Linked DNA regions of Mus musculus: region 2 is linked to region 1. Evidence: chromatin contacts called from public promoter capture Hi-C data. All regions are on one chromosome and are shown on one strand. The core of a region is the stretch at or near the end of the contact, and the rest is flanking DNA. Distances in the headings are between cores, read along the strand shown. Region 1 has its middle 16 kb from the start of Gm22645. Region 2 holds the start of Fbxl16 (F-box and leucine-rich repeat protein 16).

Region 1 (3,270 bases), core at 529-3,028:
AGATATAGAAACGTCAGAGTATAATAGCCACTCCTGATTCAAAACAAAAACAAAACAAAACCAAAAATACAATTGGAGGGGCTGGAGAAATGGCCTAGCAGTTAAGAGCACCTGCTGCCTTTGCTGAGATCCTAAGTTCAGTTCCCAGCACCATGATGACAACAGCCTATAACTCCAGCTCCAGGGGATCTGATGCCCTCTTCTGGCCTCCAAGGGCACCGCACACAGTACATACACAAACACACACATACATGTAAATAAGAATAAGTCTCTGTACATATGAACTGTGTGGAAGATAGGAACTTGGAGGCATGGTGCTGAGAGTGAGGCCCAGGACCTCACAAGTGAGACAGTGCTCTGCTGCTAAAGTCACTTCCTAGTCCTGGTTCTGTTTTCCCCACTGTGTTGTGAGATAGGATCTCATGTATCCCAGGCAGGCCTTGAGCTCCTGTCCTCCACCTCCACCTGAATGGCTTTCAGAACCAAGACCTCCATGTCACTAGTGCTGAGATTACAGGTGTGTGTCACCATGCCTGGCTTCTAGGCAAAAGAGAGAGAGAGAGAGAGAGAGAGAGAGAGAGAGAGAGAGAGAGAGATGACTAGTACAGACAGGATTGATAGCTTCCAGGTCATCAACACTGCCTCAATAAATGAAATCAAGAGGGTGACTGAAGAAGACAGAAGACACCCAGTGGTAACTCTGGCCTTCCTCACCTATATGTAAACATGTACACAAGTACCTGCACACATGTGTGCCCACATATGTGCACACATATACATACATGTTATATACATATATTGTATACACACACATCTATGCAAAGAAAGACATGAAAATCCCCAAGTGAAGCCGTGAGTGCGCACAGGCTGGCTGCAGGTGCAAGGTCACATCTGTACCTCCCGGAAACTAGGCTGCTCATGTATTTCTCGTGTCCACACTGTCTAGTATAGGGTCCCTCTGAGTGGTGGGGTACAACTGAAAATGTGAGGTTGAATTTAATATAATTTACACATATAGCTTTATGATTACACACCGAAGAACTTAGCCCTAGACAACCCCGGCTCAGAGAGGAAGGAATCAAATAAAGGCTGTCATGTGATATCCGAGGAGCAAGACAAGCCGGACAATGCACAGGTCACGTGATTCTGTGAGGATACCCATCCTGAAAGGCATGTCCTCAAAGGTGTTGGGACCCTGAAGGATGCCAGGCCATGGCCATATCTTCTGAGACAGATGAGACCCCCTGCTGGTATAATCTACATTTGGTTCATAACCCAACTATGTGAAATCCTCATGCTATTTTTGTAATGTGTAAGTCTGAGATTGTTATAACATAAAAAACTTAAAAACTGGGCTGGAAAAACCAGGTATGGTGGCACATGCCTTTAATTCCAGCACTTTGGAAGCAGAGACAGGTGGATCTCCATGAGTTTGAGACCAGCTTGGTCTGTGAAGGTAGTTTCAGAATAGTCATGGCTAATTAACAGAGAGAACCCATCTAAAATAAATAAATAAAACTGGGCTGACAAGATAAATCAGAGGGTAAAAGTACTTGGCACCAAGTTTGATGACCTGAGTTCAAATCCTGGGACCCACAACTGCGAGTCATCCTCTGTCTGACACACAGGTGCTATGGCACGTGCACGTGAACACACACAGAAAAGTAACAAATGTGGTTTAACTTTTTTAAGCTGAAAGCTAAAATGAGGAACTGACACTGGCTCATGGTCTGGTGAACCTTCCAGAAACATTGTCCCCAGAGCCCTGGCAGGGCCCTATCTGCGGGCTCACAGGGAGTGGGACCCTGCTGAGCCTGGCCTGCAGACGAGGGCCTCCAGAACTGAGAGAGCATTCATCTGGTTTTGGTTGTTTGGTTTGCTTTTGTTGTGGCAGTAATTGAACCCAGAGCCTCCTGCACGGTAGAAAAGCACTCTGCCACCAAGAGGCTCTCTGGCCCCTTCCTTTTACTTTTTATTTTGAGAGAGACTCCCTTTCAGTTTCCCTAGCTGAACTTGAGTTCACTCTGTAGGCACTCGGGCTATGCCCTGCTCTAAGTGACTCCATATTGTATAAAGCAATGTTTTGTTTGGTTTTGTGTTTGTTTTCAGACTGTGCCTTTCCCTGGAAGGCTCCGTTTTATAAGCAGGTTTTGTTGTTGTTGTTGTTGTTTGTTTGTTTGTTTGTTTGTTGTTTTTTGTGTGGTTTTTGTTTTGTGTGTGTGTGTGTGTGTGTGTGTGTGTGTGTGTGTTTTACTCATTTTAAAAAATGAATTGTGTTTCTCTCCTTGAGTGTGTTTGAGTGCACGGGTACCGTAGCCTGCATGGGAAGGTCGGGAGGCGTGCAGGAGGAGTCGCTCCTCTCCTTCCACCATATGGGTCCTGGGGATTGAACTTGGGTCGTCAGACTCTGTAGCAAGTGTTTCTACCCATGAGCCTTCTCCCCAGCCCTTTACGCCATTTTGAGGAAGAAAGGTGGTTGCAGCCCCTAGGTGGACCCCAAAACTGTCAGGCACCAGTCTCCAGCACAGACTGATGGACTTGGGAACAGAAAAAAGTCACCCTCTAGGCTTATTAAGATGAATAGAGACTATAGGGGCAGGGGGTGTATTTGAAAATCACATCCCAGAAACCCTAGAACTTATCAGACACACCAAGCCAGGAACAGGGTGGGAAGCAGGGTATCACCTGCTACCCTCGGTACCAGAATTTTCACTCTGCAGCACACATGCACACAGATCCATGTCAGGATGCTCAAAAGTGGTGAAGACCAAAGACTGAGATGGTATGGCCCACACCAACTGTTCCTCAAGGACTGACAAGTCGAAGACCCTCCTACTGTCCCTGGAGCAGCTCAGCTAGTGCCCTGCTGCTGCTTGCCTGCCATCCACCTTTTGGGCTTCTTGACCTGGTTCAGCCTGTCACCCCACAGCTGAATGGCACAGCTTTACTCTCAAATCCCACTTCCAACAATGTCCGCAGCAGCACCCCTGCGACGCTGGTCTGGTTCATCAGTACAACCCTCTCTCGGTCCACTGCTACAACCTTATGAACTCTGCTGTGGCCTCTTTAATTCGCACACATATGTGCACAGATACATAGATGTGTTTACTGTGTGCTGTGTGATGTGAGCGGTAGCTGCTGGTGGACCCCACTGTTCTAATTAAGATTAGAATTAAAGAACCCACAGTATCCAGGCCTGGGTTATGCAGGTACGTGAGGTTATGTGACAAATTGCTGTCATCAAACTGCTGAGTGAACTTGTTATACGAT
Region 2 (3,270 bases), core at 573-3,072, 130 kb after region 1:
AGTCCAGTATAAATGTCTCAAAAAAGAAAAGAAAAGAAAAATCAGGATAGCTCTTCAAGCTCTCACCCTTTTTTACTTTACTCTCTAGCCCTTCTTCCATCTCTCTCTTTTTCCCCCTCTCTTTATGTGGCCATGGCCGCTCTCTCTCCCTCTTTCTACCTCCTCTCTTTCTCCCTTCCTTTTAACGATAAAGCTCTAAAACCATTAAAAAAAAGAAAAGAAAAAAAGAAAAGACAAAACAGGGTAAAGAGTGGTAGAAGACAGACTGGCAAGATGGCTCAGTGGTTAAGAGCACTGACTGCTTAACCTGAGCAAAAGGTCCTGAGTTCAAATCCCAGCAATCACCTGGTGGCTCACAACCATCTGTAGTGGGATCTGACGCCCTCTTGTGGTGTGTCTGAAGATAGCCATGGTATACTCACATACATAAAATATATAATTTTTTTAAAGACTGGTAGAAGAGGATTCTAATATCAGTCTCTCTCTCCTCTCTCTCTCTCTCTCTCTCTCTCTCTCTCTCTCTCTCTCTCTCTCTCTCTCTCTTTCTCTCTCTCTCTCTCTCACACACACACACACACACATATACTCACTCACACACACTGCCTAAGAAATACCTGAGACTGCCCTCTAACTTCTATTTGCACCTTCACATATATGATCATACACCACACACACACACACACACACACACACACACACACACACACACACACACACACCAGCTAGGATACAGCTTACTTCCCTTTCTTATTGCCCCTAGGCCTCACATCATTCCCAGGAGACAGACCTCCCATCTCCACAGCAGTTGGTCTCATCTGAGGACATTCCACCCTGAAGCTCCTTCTCTTCCAAGACGCTACTCTGCTGTCCCAACATCTGCTGTTTCTGGTCTCAAGAGAGACCCAGATTGGGGTCCCTTTAGCCTGCTGAGAGGTCTGGCTCTCCAGCAGCCCTTAATGGGTCCTTTTACACAAACCACCCTCCCTGGTCCATACAGGCTGCCACCACCTGACCTCTACTTCATCTCAGAGCGAACCTGTGGAACTCCATAAGGCAGGTCGATTCTCGAACCATTCCTACCAAGTGCTATGGGGACAGAGAGGGCGTCTCAGATCATTTGTGACATTGTCAGAAGTAACCCCTCCCCACTATCACTCCACTGTCTTGTGTTTTCATTGACGCTTGCTTTAGTCACTTGCTTGCAAGTGTGTGACTATGTCACCCAGAACAGGGATTCTTCTGCCTGACTCGCAACAGGATCGGAAGGGATATGAATCCTAGGGGCCATAAGGAGGGTGTGTGTGTGTGTGTGTGGAGGTGCGACGATGTCGATGTCTCCACTCGGCTTCTCTTTCCTCGCCCTCACAGGTGGCAATCCAAGCAAGGGCACATAGGGCCAGTTGCATCTGCGCAGGATCCGGAACCCCACTGCCAACCGCTCGCGCCAAGGACCGCAATTCTCCTCAGCTGGCAAGATTCTGGGTCGCCACCACTTTGTGCAGATGGGACACTCGAAGCTGCTCTTCGGCCGCGCGGCCTACGGGGTTTGTTATTGTGCGAACACCGGCCGCTGAGCGGGTGCTGCCGCCTGGCGCGTGCCCGTCGGTACCGCACCGGGAGCGCGCGGAGAGGAGCGGGGCGGGGTTGGGGATTCTCGACACCTCAGCCTGGCTCTAGAACCCGGATTGGTCCGGACGCCGGGAGCGCGCGAGGGCGCGGCTCTTAGGGCCGGGCGGGGGGCACGCGCGGCGCCGGCGGCGGCCGCGGAGGAGCGCGGGGAGGAGCGCGGAGGAGGAGCGCAGGGAGGAGGGGAAGGGGAGGGAGGAGGCGCCCGCCGGGTTCCCTGCAAAGCGGCCTTATTTATCTGGGCACAGCCTCAGCCTCCCCGGTGGGAGGCTCAGGGCGGCAGATCCTCTCCCACCGGGGAGCTCCGCTCGGAACTCTGCGGAGAGGGCCCTGGCGCGGGGCGCCGGGCGCGGGGCGCAGTCGGGCCCTGCTAGCCAGTCCAGCACCTCGGCCGCCTCCGCGCTAGGCGGCTCGGGTGCTGAGCTCCCCATGACGCGAGGTCGCCCGGCGGACAGCGTGGCATGAGCCAGAAGCCCTGGCCGAGGTAAGGTGTGTGTGCGCGCGCGGCCAGGCTGCGGGGAGGGGAGGGTCCAGGTCGAGCCACTGCCTCCGCGAAGGCTACAATGAGGAGGGGGCGGGGTGGGGACTTGGGACTGCGCCGCGGCCGCCGCCGCCTGAGCAGGGCTTACGTAATCGCAGCCCCTTCCCCACCTCACCCTTCGGCCGCTGAGCCAGCGGTTCCGCAGCCCCTAACCCTAGTGGCCGGCCTGATTGCGCCCCGCTCGCTACCGGCAGCGCGGTCAGGCTGTATCTCCGTACCACGGAATTGCTGAGAGGAAGCACGGTGGCTGCGAGGACGCGGAACTGCAGGCCGTCAGCCCCCACTCCTTCTGGCTTGGCTCTGGGCTCTCCCCACTCCAGCCCTATGAGCCTCCGGCGGACTGGAGGACGTGACAGGTGTTGATACAATTAAAAGGGAGGAGCCATGTGGATATGTGGCCTAGGGGTCCTGGACGCCTTCTGGACATGAGCTGGTATAGAGCTGCCGCCCACAGCTCTATACCAGGGAGTGGGCTGGCATGTCTTTGGTTCTAGAAAAAGAAAATGGGCCTTGGCCAAGATTGGAAGGCTTCAAAATGGGGAATGGGCATCCTGAGATTGCTGAGCAGGGCTTCCATGTCCTTCTAGGATGTTAGTCAGTGGGGGATCCTCCCCACCCGTCATCCCAGGAGAGAAGGCTGCACTGTTGAGGCCTGGATCTGGCCTAGCAGCCCTCCTGCTAGCCCCTCCCAGCCCGAGCCAGCAGCTGACCTCCCAGGAGCAGATGGCAGATGCCACTTCACCTGCTCCCTCCTGGAGGCCCGACTTCCACTGCCATCTTGTCCCAGGGCCCACTGACCAGGGTCTTCTCAGGCCTCCCTGCTGCCCCTTCGGGACACGGGACCCTCTGTTCCAGCCCAACACTTTGATGAAGTGCTGGACAGCAGCCTCATCGCAGCAGGGGGGAGGGGCGGGGGGGGGGCCGGTGTTGGGACAGGAGCCTGGATGATTAGGGGCTGCCTAGATCAGGTCAGAGGCATGGTGGAGCCTCGATTTCCTGCCTAGACGTGGCCTGAGGGCCGGGCTGGGAGCCATTGGGAGAAGAGAGGGAAAGTCAAGGTTGAAAACGTGGGTGATGTTGAGATAGCCCAAGATTCAGCAGCC

What was found. Promoter capture Hi-C pulls out the DNA fragments that hold promoters and counts their contacts.
Region 2: a promoter capture Hi-C map of cranial neural crest shows a contact between it and region 1, with 3 times the contacts expected there. The contact joins the promoter of Fbxl16 here to the enhancer-like site in region 1. A contact is called at or near these places in 5 of 39 promoter capture datasets (the 3T3-L1 cell line, the HPC-7 cell line, HPC-7-derived erythroid cells and 2 more) and 1 of 9 other capture datasets (adipose tissue).

Annotation. Positions count from the first base shown.
Region 1 is chr17:25,676,408-25,679,677 of GRCm38.p6, forward strand. No RefSeq gene overlaps it. Among named protein-coding and RNA genes, the nearest start is that of Gm22645, 16 kb to the right of the region's middle. Within about 2 kb of position 1,779, at least 36 of the 459 cell types and tissues checked have an H3K27ac peak or open chromatin away from gene starts, as enhancers often do.
Region 2 is chr17:25,807,277-25,810,546 of GRCm38.p6, forward strand. Fbxl16 (F-box and leucine-rich repeat protein 16) reads left to right here and starts at 1,823. Exons shown (of 6, transcript NM_001164225.2): 1 at 1,823-2,110.